Linked DNA regions of Mus musculus: regions 1 and 3 are each linked to region 2. A link is a contact called in public HiChIP or PLAC-seq data. All regions are on one chromosome and are shown on one strand. Each heading gives the region's core, a stretch centred on a gene start, on an enhancer-like site or on the middle of the called end of the contact. The rest is flanking DNA. Distances are from core to core; before and after follow the strand shown. Region 1 holds the start of Rubcnl (RUN and cysteine rich domain containing beclin 1 interacting protein like). Region 2 overlaps Lrch1 (leucine-rich repeats and calponin homology (CH) domain containing 1). Region 3 overlaps Lrch1 (leucine-rich repeats and calponin homology (CH) domain containing 1).

What was found. HiChIP or PLAC-seq counts read pairs in DNA pulled down with a chosen protein or histone mark.
Region 1: a contact with region 2 is called in an H3K4me3 HiChIP or PLAC-seq map of bone marrow-derived macrophages, with 4 times the contacts expected there. The contact joins the promoter of Rubcnl here to the enhancer-like site in region 2. A contact is called at or near these places in 23 of 39 promoter capture datasets (the 3T3-L1 cell line, 3T3-L1-derived adipocytes, the HPC-7 cell line and 15 more), 6 of 15 datasets of contacts at CTCF or cohesin (CD8 T cells, the NIH/3T3 cell line, embryonic stem cells and 1 more), 12 of 484 Hi-C or Micro-C datasets (the CH12 cell line, Sertoli cells, bone marrow-derived macrophages and 5 more), 11 of 115 datasets of contacts at active chromatin or transcription factors (bone marrow-derived macrophages, embryonic stem cells, forebrain and 5 more) and 6 of 9 other capture datasets (adipose tissue, bone marrow-derived macrophages, embryonic stem cells and 3 more).
Region 3: a contact with region 2 is called in an H3K4me3 HiChIP or PLAC-seq map of bone marrow-derived macrophages, with 4 times the contacts expected there. The contact joins two enhancer-like sites. A contact is called at or near these places in 1 of 15 datasets of contacts at CTCF or cohesin (large pre-B cells), 2 of 484 Hi-C or Micro-C datasets (CD4 T cells and cortical neurons), 3 of 115 datasets of contacts at active chromatin or transcription factors (bone marrow-derived macrophages, cardiomyocytes and microglia) and 3 of 9 other capture datasets (adipose tissue, embryonic stem cells and liver).

What each region holds. Positions count from the first base shown.
Region 1 is chr14:75,014,009-75,017,456 of GRCm38.p6, forward strand. It overlaps Rubcnl (RUN and cysteine rich domain containing beclin 1 interacting protein like), which reads left to right and starts at 2,019. Exons shown (of 14, transcript NM_198642.2): 1 at 2,019-2,158.
Region 2 is chr14:74,772,343-74,776,254 of GRCm38.p6, forward strand. Lrch1 (leucine-rich repeats and calponin homology (CH) domain containing 1) reads right to left here. Exons shown (of 19, transcript NM_001252132.1): 18 at 3,239-3,316. Among named protein-coding and RNA genes, the nearest start is that of Esd, 42 kb to the left of the region's middle. Within about 2 kb of position 2,094, at least 21 of the 459 cell types and tissues checked have an H3K27ac peak or open chromatin away from gene starts, as enhancers often do. A contact at or near this core is called in bone marrow-derived macrophages, macrophages and neutrophils, where this site is marked.
Region 3 is chr14:74,904,072-74,907,926 of GRCm38.p6, forward strand. All of the region lies in intron 1 of Lrch1 (leucine-rich repeats and calponin homology (CH) domain containing 1), which reads right to left. Among named protein-coding and RNA genes, the nearest start is that of Gm10847, 16 kb to the right of the region's middle. Within about 2 kb of position 1,565, at least 62 of the 459 cell types and tissues checked have an H3K27ac peak or open chromatin away from gene starts, as enhancers often do. A contact at or near this core is called in bone marrow-derived macrophages, where this site is marked.

The sequences.
Region 1 (3,448 bases), core at 769-3,268, 240 kb after region 2:
GTCTTAGTCAGGGTTTCTATTCCTGCACAAACATCATGACCAAGAAGCAAGTTGGGGAGGAAAGGGTTTATTCGGCTTACATTTCCATACTGCTGTTGATCACCAAAGGATGCAGGACTGGAACTCAAGCAGGTCAGAAAGCAGGAGCTGATGCAGAGGCCATGGAGGGATGTTTTTTACTGGCTTGCTCAGCCTGCTCTCTTATAGAACCAAGATTACCAGCCCAGAGATGGTCCCACCCACAAGGGGCCTTTCCCCCTTGATCACTAATTGAGAAAATGCCTTACAGTTGGATCTCGTGGAGGCATTTCCTCAACTGAAGCTCCTTTTTCTGTGATAACTCCAGCTGTGTCAAGTTGACACAAAACTAGCCAGTACAGATGGATTTCAATCGTGGGAGGTCAGAATGGCAGGTTCCATCCATCTGTTGGAGTGGGTGGTGGAGGCAAAGTCTTGTTCACATAGGAGCAGAGCAGGAAGCAGAAAGTTGTGGGATTGGGGCTGGGCTATAAACATGAAAGTCCCACTTTTAGTGACCTACTTCCACCAGCTCAGCTCTACTCCTAAAGGTTCCAGGGTCTCCCAAAATATCACCAGCTATTGGGGAACAATCTTAAAAACAAACAAACAAAACCTGTAGGGGACATCTCAGATTCAAACTTTCAGATTTCTTTATTATTTACTATATATAAGGAAGCCCAGTTCATATACTGTAGCTGTCTTCAGACACACCAGAAGAGGACATCAGATCTCATTACAGATGGCTGTGAGCCACCATGTGGTTGTGGGATTCGAACTCAGGACCTCTGAAAGAGCAGTCAGTGCTTTTAACTGATGAGCCATCTCTCCAGGCCCCAGATTCAAACTTTAATGTGCTCAGCATGACATTCACTGTAAGATTCTTTCTCCATGTCCTGTGCTCTGATTTCTCTCCTTTTAGATATTCCTGAATCAAGTTTCTCACATAGTCCCCTTTTCATAATTTGTCGGCTTATTTGATGCTTCATAGAAATTGGATATAAGGGCTGTCGAGAAGGTCCTGAGTTCAAATCCCAACAACCACATGGTGGCTCACAACCATCCGTAATGAGATCTGACACCCTCTTATGGAGTATCTGAGGATAGCTACAGTGTACTTATATATAATAAATAAATAAATCTTAAAAAAAAAGAAAGAAATTGGATATAAGATCTCCTGCCAGATACACCTACCTTAACAAGTCTGACTGTGCTATCTAGCTATGGGACCTCAGATGAGTTATACAACACTGTAAGCCACATATCCCTTAGCTTTGAAACAGATGATTTGTTTCCATCAGGGGTGGCTTCAAGGATACTTAAACAGAAAAGGAAGCAAGCTCAGCAGCCGAGCAACAGCATTAGCACTAACTTGCACTGTTTGTCTATTAACTTGTCTTGAAATAGTCTTGCCATGTAGCTTTTGTTGGCATCAAAGTTTCAATCCTTCTGCTTCCACACCAGCTCCTCTTTCTGACCTTTTAATGTCAGGTTTTCCCAGAGGGTGGTCAGATAACTCAGGATCTTTCCAGGTCTAACCCAGTGTAACCCCCAAGTAAACCGGCCACACGGGAAGGGGAAGACAATGATGGACAGCTAGTATTCAGCTGACTTTGTCTTATTGTTTTCTAACTTACTCCGAAGAGGCAACAACTAGTTAAGTTTAAACCATCCAAACTAGGATGCCCCAGGGACTGAAGGTGTTTCAGAGATGTTAAACAAATAATCCAAAATATCATTGTATTTGCTCCACGACCTGGACAAGTCAATGAACAAAACCAAGGGACCGTCAAAAGCGATGGAAGTAGGTTTTGAGAACGGAGCCCTGTAGGCGAAGCAGGGATCCATTTCCCAATTTTAGCAGAGATGACTTGGGATGCTGGAGCTGTGTGCAGGATTAAGAGTCCCAGTTCTTTCCCCAAAGAGCACCGTGCGCCACCTAGAGGAGCTGAGGGCAGTTGCACGTTCGAAGTCGAGAGAACTTCGGTTTCTATTGGTGAAAACTTTCTGTATTCGTTGGCAGCTTCTCTCTGCACCATCAGAACCTCGGAGCTGTTGGCACACGGAGGAGGTGATCCGAACCTGTCGCTGCCACGGGGCAAGGTGGCTATTTGGTGGATAAAACGGCCAGGAGGCGTAGGTAAGTCGCGGTCCCCGCGAGGTTCTCTGACTTGAGCTCCTACACATCCGAGTTGGGAGGTGGGGGGAGCCGCAGCTTGGGAGTTGGGGGCGGGGAGCTCATTTGTGCCAAGTTTGTTTTTCGTGTTTATTACACCCAGGGTTGGCGGGTCGGTGGCGTCCGAGGGCAGAGTGTGTCCGTGAGGCGTGGGTCTAAAGGCGCCCACTCGGGAGCGCGTCCCCGTGTCTCCGCGTTCTCGCAGTCTCAGGCTTCGCTTTCCCCGAGCTTTTCAGATCACGAGTGTCGCGGGCGGAGGGAAGCAAAGATAACTGGCGTCCCCGCAGCGTCCTGGCTGCATCCCTGTCCTAGCTGCCTGTCCTCAAGGCAGTGACCCCTGAAGGTGTCCTGAAGCAGCGCTGGCGAGCCCTACTGGCCTGCCTGCAGGAAGCAAGGCACAGTGCAGATGAGAAGCCCTGGGCTAGGGAGAGATGACTTAGGGTGACCCATGTTCCTGGAGGCGCTCAGGACAGTGTCATGGTTGCTTGGGAGCTGTGGGAAGTTGTCTCTGGAGAGAAGAGGACTTTTGCGGTGTGACTTTACAAAACAAGGGCCAGGAGAGGTAGCCAGGCATCCTCATTGCGGCAGGACAGAGACGAACCCAGGCGGTCCCCTGGCTCTTCTCAGTTCCTCAAAGGCATGAACCTTGAGAACCCCATCCTCATATCCAACTGCCCTGGACTTGTCAAGGTAGCTGAAAAACGTTTCGCCAATGTAAGCAAGCACACTCCACCTGAAGTCCGTCTACCTGCTGACCTGGAATTGAAGCAATTCCCTGACCCGGTGAGGGATTTGCCCGTGGAAGAGAGAATGCTTGAAAAGGGATATTACTCTAAATGAGAACGAAGGCTCAGAAAACAAAATCAAACAAACCAAAACCAAGCAAACAAAACAATATACCTCCCCATGTATTCTGGAGGTGCCCCTATGGCAAGTTACACTGCCAAGTGCTAGATCTTCAGTTGAAGTTGTGGTTCGAGAGAGCAAAGGTTTGGGGCCCAGTTAGTAAACTTGGGATTTCTTAGACAAGTCCCAAGTCCAAATAGTCGTCAAGGCACCTCCATGACCCCAGTTCCCTTGGTGAGAGGGGAGAACACAGGTTCCGTTCCCCTGAGAGTTAGAAAGATTAATGAACTGAAGGGACAGAGGTATCCTGGGAAAGCCTTACGTGTGGCCTTTACAAGAAAGTGACCAGCACTGTGGCCACAGCTCCTGTCTGCAGTGGCCAGCAGATGCTCCATGCAAGCTTGGTCT
Region 2 (3,912 bases), core at 844-3,343:
CAAACTTGAAGAAAATAAGACACTCATTTCTCCTAAAAGCAGAAACAAAACTATAGTTTCAATTTCCCATAACAAAACTCTGATCAGTTATTACATCTGTGGAACCTCCTGACCCTTCACACCACGTGAGATACAGGACTGCTTTTCTAAATATTACTTTCAGTTAAAAAAAAACAAACCTCACTACAAAACTCAAGTCCAATTACTAAAAGATGCTGAAAAGGAGGAAACCTCTGAATGTAATTCACAATGTCTTCTTAACTCTACTTGGTGCAGAAATTGAGATCCATCCAATAGCCTGTCCGTGTGGATTGGGAATGAAAACTCGTGGCCTCGCATCCTTCTGACATGACCGGGTTGCCAACAAGGCAAGAAGAGCCAGTGCCTGATAATGCGTCCACACCCACAGCTAGCTGGTCAGAATCCCAACTTTCTAAAGTAAAGTACCTTTCTGACCCAAGATACAACTCTCCCGCCATTCTAAACAGGTACCCGGTTAAAAGAAAGACCATTCCTACCAAGTCCTGAGGCCATGGCTAGCTTATTTTAAACCTTGTGAAAACATTCTCACTGAGCCACAGCAATATCTACTGTATGACATAGGTGGTTGATTCTTCATCGATCAAAGACTCCTCTCAGCCTGAGAGACTACCAGTAATATTCCTAAAGTAGCCAAAATGTGGGATGATAGCTAACAGGGAGCCTGGTACATGCAAACCAGAAGGCAGGAGGACCAAGCTGACTCAGAAACAACAAAGGAAGCTCAGAGGTATACATGGCTTCGTGGGCCTAAGACGTCACCAGATTCGGATGCTTGGGTGATACAAAGACTCTACTGTGAAAGATCTAGGAGCCCATAAGGCATTGTCCTCAAGACTAAAGTGATGCTTGCACGGATACCAAAGATAGCTGCAAATACGACCTGTAGCCTTAGCCCCACACAGGGTACTGCTTTGTTACCTGATATTGTCTACAGTTTGGAATCGAGTCTACCAAAGAAGCCATGTGTGCATGAGAGCCAGTCCAGAGCTACTCTTCCCAGGCTACTGTCAGGGATGGGCTTAACGTGCCACACCCTCTGCTATCCACCTAGTGAGTTGAAAGGCTGCCTTCCCATACCCCACACAGACATATGTCCTAGATAATCAACAGCCTACAACTTGGTTCTGAGGATCAACTGTTTAACCATCCATAAAGGTTTCACAAACACTGCCCAACTTCGGGGCAAATATCAAGGACTGTACTGGTGGAGACTTCTGAAGCTATTATAGTAAGAACAACTTCAAAAACTGTTCCCAGCCCGTCGATGGACTTTGCATGCAATGGTTTAGCTGAATCTGCTCAGCTCCTGCACATGTCCCTGAGTACCTGATAAACTTAAAACGGTTTACGCTGACTTTAGGCTATAGTTCCAAACCGTGATTCTCCCAAGGAACAGAACGAATGCAATCTTAGAGAAGAGATGGGCTTCATGTCATCCCCTGGAGGGAAACAATGCCTCATATATTTGTGAGATGAAAATGTTCTGTTGTGAGTCGAGCAGGAAGACTTGTGGACTACCTTCCAATCGGGGAGTTCTGGTTTTCCACTCATGCATGATGCCTTCCTTGCTGAAAACCACTCACTGAATTAAAAATAACTAAGTATATAGCTAACTGGGACATGGGATTCTGTGTTACTCACTTGCTTTTACCCTTCTTGAGAATTATAAGTTACCTACACTGTTAGAAGCACCACAGAAGGGGCATAACTCAGAAATTCTGATTTTTTGCTCTTTTTATGGTAATCTAATTTCCCTTCCTTCCTTCTTTTTCTCACAGGAAGTGAGTAAGGGCACTCGCATTCCATTTTTTCCCAGAGTAAGCCAGTCATGACAGTGACAAGGACGCTCCTTCATAATTCATGAGGGCTTTCCAGTGCAGACACAAGTAATTTACCACATGAAATTGGCTTGAAGGGTTTCTGATTCACAGTGGGAGCCCCCACGAGCCCACGGTAGAATCAAATTATCAGAAAAGCTGTGTGTTCACAAATATCTGAAGCCAAGATGTTTGTGCAATATTCAAACACACACACGCAAGACAGACGCACAGATGAACACAGTTGAAAGCAGAAGTGGTCGCCGAGACATTGTGGCCAGTATATAAAGATTAGGTTTTGTTTTTCAAAAACAGAATTGGTAAATTTCTCTTCATCGACACAGCTTGATGTAAGAACACTTTAAATATAGTCTCCCTTTTCTCAAATAACACTGGAATCCTAACCGTCCCCTAAGCTAAAATAAGAAGGAGGGGGAAAAAAAAAAGAAAAATAGGGGATGGGTAGGAAGAAAGGGCTGCTGGGTGGACTTTAATAGCCTGTGTAGTATACTTTGAAATGTGATTCATGAGCTCAGAGTCTCTCAGAAGAGGTTTGTTTGTTTGTTTGTTTTGGCTTTTTATTTGTTTGTTTAACTGTTTGCTTTTTAAGTTACTTTATCTTTATCATTAAGGAAACAAAGAAGCCATAAGAAAAGTAACTTCTCATTTCTGTTCACCATTGTGACAAAGATCATGTTAATTGGTGCCGCTGCTGCCTAAATCCTGGAGTCGTTTTATCTTAAATTAAATAGGGAAGTCTCTGAACGCTCCAAGTACCCATTCAAGGAGGCCAGTGGGACTGAGCCGGGGACAGGGAAAAGGTAAACTGTATCATTAGGCAGGCTACAGAGGACTGCCAAACGGGCTGAGAGTAGACTACAGGATAAAACGAAAATGTCAGTAGTTAGCACCCTACACAGGCCTATGCATCTTCATCACCGATGATAACAATCACTGGATTTTTAATGAACATTAGTTTGATTCATATCTTAAAATACTGGGAATGAAATCCAGCAATTAATGGACTTTGCAAAGCAGCCAGGGCTAAGGAAGGCCTGCTTCTCTTAGCTACTCTGTAATTCACCAATATTAGAGCTTTTTCTTTCCAATTTGGAATTTCACATTTTCTAACACTAAATGATTTTCCACCTTTTTCTTAGAATTGAAAAGATATGTAAGACCATTTTAGTTAAACTGCAATAGAGCAACTTCAGTTTAAAAAAAAAAATGTAGGTTATTTATTTGAAGGTATCTCTTGAAACTGAAAAAAAAAAGATGCAAAACAAACAAACAAACAAAAAGATGTCTATTCATGGTTCAAACAGCTAGGCTGACGTTTTTTATCAAAACGTGGCCATTTGAACTAAGTCTGGTGTTACCTCGGGAACGCCAAGTTTCCTGCACGCTTCCAAGAAGTTTTCCACGTTCCTCCTGCACTTGGCCATGCTGAGTTTAGGCTAAAAAGGGAAACATACAGAAGCAACATATTATTAAGATAAAAAGCTATCTAGAAACAGCCATCTAGAGGCAAAAACTTAATATTCTTAATATTCTTGAGGTGTGTGCATGCACAGGTATTTACATATGCATATTAGCTAGATAACTTTAAATACACACAAGCATGTAATGTTGATATGCTAACATATATGTATGCTAGGATTTCTTCTCATATGCCTAAGTATCTGTGTGAGTGCACACAAAAACAAACTCAGAGTTCTGTGCGACGATACAGTTTGATAAGCCGTTTCAGTTCACCTAAAAATATACCATAGCCAACACCTTTCTCCAACAACAAATGTTTTTCGATACAAAAATTAAAATCCATGAGGCTAATTGTCTCCTCACACACACAAAAAAAAGTTTAATTAGAAAGACACAAACAAAAAGGCAAAAAGCACTAAAAGTTGTAGATTTGACCCAAAGCTTCCAACTGCTGCACAGACCCTCACCTCAAGTGACCTGGGAAGGGTAGATGGGTAACAGGCCCACTTGATTCATGTAGGAAAATTCTTCTATAGTAAATTTTAAACACTTTTGCCAATTTTTTAATATA
Region 3 (3,855 bases), core at 315-2,814, 130 kb after region 2:
CCGCCTAGCTTCTCATGTTTAGAGAGTGAGTCTGACCTTTTGAGTCTCCATCAAGGACAGTCGCCATTAAAGCAGAGCTGGATCCACAGCTAGAATTGGATGACAGTGTGGCAAGACAGAAGATCCGGGACACAAACACAAAATACCAAGTATGAATTCTTCTTAGGCTGATCAAACAGGCTGTTTCCCAGCGAAAGAAAATGGAACAGAGTTGGGGAAAGGGAAGGAAGGAAGGAAGTGGTGTCATTATATCTTAATTTGAAAATATACTTAAGATCTATTCAATTGAAAATGTATTTAAAAATAAATAAGAGCTTCACAAAAAGAAGTTAGAAAAAAATTATGAAGGAAAAAAAAATCACTGAAAAACTTGGTCTCAGTAGATGGGCACCAACTACCAGTTGGGGGGGGGGGGGCGATGTCTTGAGGCAGGTCGGGTTTCTGTCTGACATCCCATGCACTGAAGACCACATGGGAAGGAAGGCCTGTCCATCCTACCTCCTACTTCCTCTTCCCTCCTCCCTCCTCTCCCTCCTCCCCACTCCCTGGCTCTGTGACTACAGCACATGATGAGACCCAGGAACATGGCTAGGCTGGCAGTGCATGCAAGGTGTTCTGGGCTTGATCTCCAGTAGTGTATAAGAGCCAGGTGTGGTGGCACACGCCTGTAATCTCAAAACGCTACAGGAGGTAGAAATGGAGCAATCTGAAGTCTGAGGTCATCCTGGGCTACCAAGGAGTTCAAGAGCAGCGTAAGCTAGAGCCTCTGTCTCTCTGATGCAGGAGGAGATGAAATAAGCAAGACATGGACCAGAACCAGGAGTAGGCATTCTGTATAAATTAGAAATAACTGTATGCATTCATTGCTCACTTGAAACAAATGCTAAGGTTTAAGAATGCACTTCTTGCTTGGGAAGTGTAGAAAGCTCCCTGCTGGGTCAGTCACGAACGGAACCCTGGGCAAGCACAGTAATGACCATGGCCTACGAAAAGGTGAGCAAACATGATTTAAAAAGGCATCCTTTCAAAGGACCGACCGTGTGGTTCAGTCTTGACCTCAGCTTGGCTGCTCCTTCCAGCTGGAAGCCGGGCAACTATCTGAGAAAACCATTATAAAACACGAAACATCTCAAGCCCAGATGTTCATAGGGAGGAAAAAAGAGAAAGAGGAAGAGGCAGGTTGAGAATACAGTTACCAAACATAAAGATGCTTAGAAATAACACTGCTTATGCTACTATGACCAAAAGCCCAGGCAGACAAGGAAACAAACTCTTATTTCTAAAGAACAAGAATCATCATCGCACAGGCATGGTCTTAGTGTGGGAAAACAGAACAGGATTCCCCACCTACATCCTCTGTGTGTGTGTGTGTGTGTGTGTGTGTGTGTGTGTGTGTGTGTGTGTGTGTGTGTACAGGGTCCCCTCCACTTTGGTTTGAGATAGGTTCTCTACCTGGGACCAGGGCCTCCTTGGTTAGGCTAGGCTGGCTGAACACCAAGTCCTACAGCTCTAACAAGTGCGTGCCATGATGCCCGGCTTTCTCACACTGTGCCAAATTAAATAAGCCAGTCACCAAAAAGCAGAACCATAAATGCCATGTGTGTGGCTTATGTGACTTATTTGGAGTCATCAAATGCATAACAAGGCAAAGCAAGACAGCAATTTCAAGAGACTGGGATAAAGAGAGACAGGGGTACTGTTTACTGGACACAGACAGAGTTTCAGGGTTGCCAGACAGTAAGAATTCTAGAAGCCCCATCATTTATCATTATTGAATGCACTAAACAGTGCTGAACTGTGAACCTAATTGAAAGACTAAATATTATGTGTATCTTACCACAATTAAATACATAAACACACCAGGCCTAAACACCACAGACAGACACCACAGACAGCAGGACAGAATGATGATAAAACAGGCAGGTGAACACGGACAGACAGATGTGGACACACACACACACACACACAGAGATTTTCTAAAGTTTCATGTATTGTTGAATATTACCCATTATTCTGTAAGTCAGAGTCACTTTACAATGACTCTGTAAACACTGAACCCAGGCCTTGTGGCGGACTTCAGTTCCCCTACCAAAAGCCCATACCGGAAATTCTGCCTCTTTCATTCACTGTCTAGCCAAATGACCTCAAAAAAACACTTCCCTAAACAGAGCCTGTTTTGTTCTATCACTTCCTTCAATCCTTTTTTCTTGTAAGTGACAAAATAAAAGTTATACAAAATACAGAAAAGTAGATAACACCACACACACATACATACACACATGAGCTTTTTAAAAATTAAATACTTTTTGTTGAACCTACAGAATAATATACATTGAAATGCAAAGCCTTCTATAGACGTAAAAGCCACTCTTGCCACATACAGTAGGTTCCCATGGAGCCTGTTTTTAACACCGACTGTATGCTGCCAGGGCACCAGCTCAGGAAGCCAGTGAAAAGCTACTGGGATCTACACGGTTCTACATGGATCCACAGAGCCCACTGGTATCAAATGAAGGAACAGCGGGACTTCTGAGGGAAGAATGCGCTGCGCACGGATTTCTTTTCACCTGAGTTCTACTGCTGGTGTGTGGTTCTGGTCCACATACCCACACTTGCAAAGATGCACACCAACAGTAAACACGGGTTCAAGACCCTTCAGAACCCAACAGGCCTCTCACACACTTTGGAGGACTAGAAAGGAGCAAAGGGTTTCTCAAAGGGCCCCTCACTGATCAAGGTGATTGTCCTAAGGTACAAGATGGCTTTGATCACCCCATTAGCATTTACCTGCCTTTAATCCTGCCAGATGTTCAGAGGCAGGTTCCTACAGGTTCCCAACATACTTTGCTCAAACGATCAACACGTAACTTTGTTATTTATGTTTCTAGTTTTTAAAAGAAACCTTTTAGTATATGGCTACCTTATAAGCATTAGTCACAGGCAACAGTGGCTTTCTAACATACAGATATTTCTTCCTAAGACACATCACAGCCCATCCTTAGGAACACTAAACACATACCAGCCCTACAACTGAGAACATTCTAAATAGAAATCACCAACAGAAACATGAAAATCCAAAACAGCCTGGGGTTAAGTAGACTGCCACAGAAACACTAACAGTTTGAGGAAACATCAAGAAAAGTGTAGCCTTGTCCAGCCTCACCTGGCACAAGCATCCTGAACTACTAGCATGTTTGGGTATCAGACACATCCATGGACCACCAACACCCAAGAAAGCACCTTAAATATTGCTTTGGGGTAACAAATTTTAACATGTACACACACTCACAGAAGCACAACTTTGCATGAACAGGACCAATCCTAACCCTAATGTTACTGACTGACTGGACTCTCTTAGACCTTCCAAGTATAGCAATAAATATAAAATCTATTCAAACCTATCAGCAGCGACCTATGATCATGTGATCAGCTTCCCTGAGTTTTATCCACACAGCGTCCAGAGCCAGATACTTAGGAATGATGGGAACTCCCCCCTTCTCTCCAAAATTCATCAGGAGAAGGTCTGAACAAAGGGCCAGAGACTCGGGCCCTAGCAGCTGCGACTTCCGGTGTCTAAGGCCGGCCTGACTTTGATCCAAACACAGGCCACCTCTACCCAGGAGGGTCTCCTCCGCCTCCAGAAGGAAGCCTCCAGCTTCTTCAAAAATCATCTCCTTTGTCTATTCACATCTTCCATTAAAATTCATGGATATTCTCCCACATCGCAACAAAGGAGTCTCTGTTCCAAGATTTCTGTATCCGTTCCATATTCACACTTCAGATAAAACTCAAGATTTTAAAGTGCCTGGTCTGCTCCAATTTGCTATTTCGGGTTAATATCGAAGTGTCTTACAT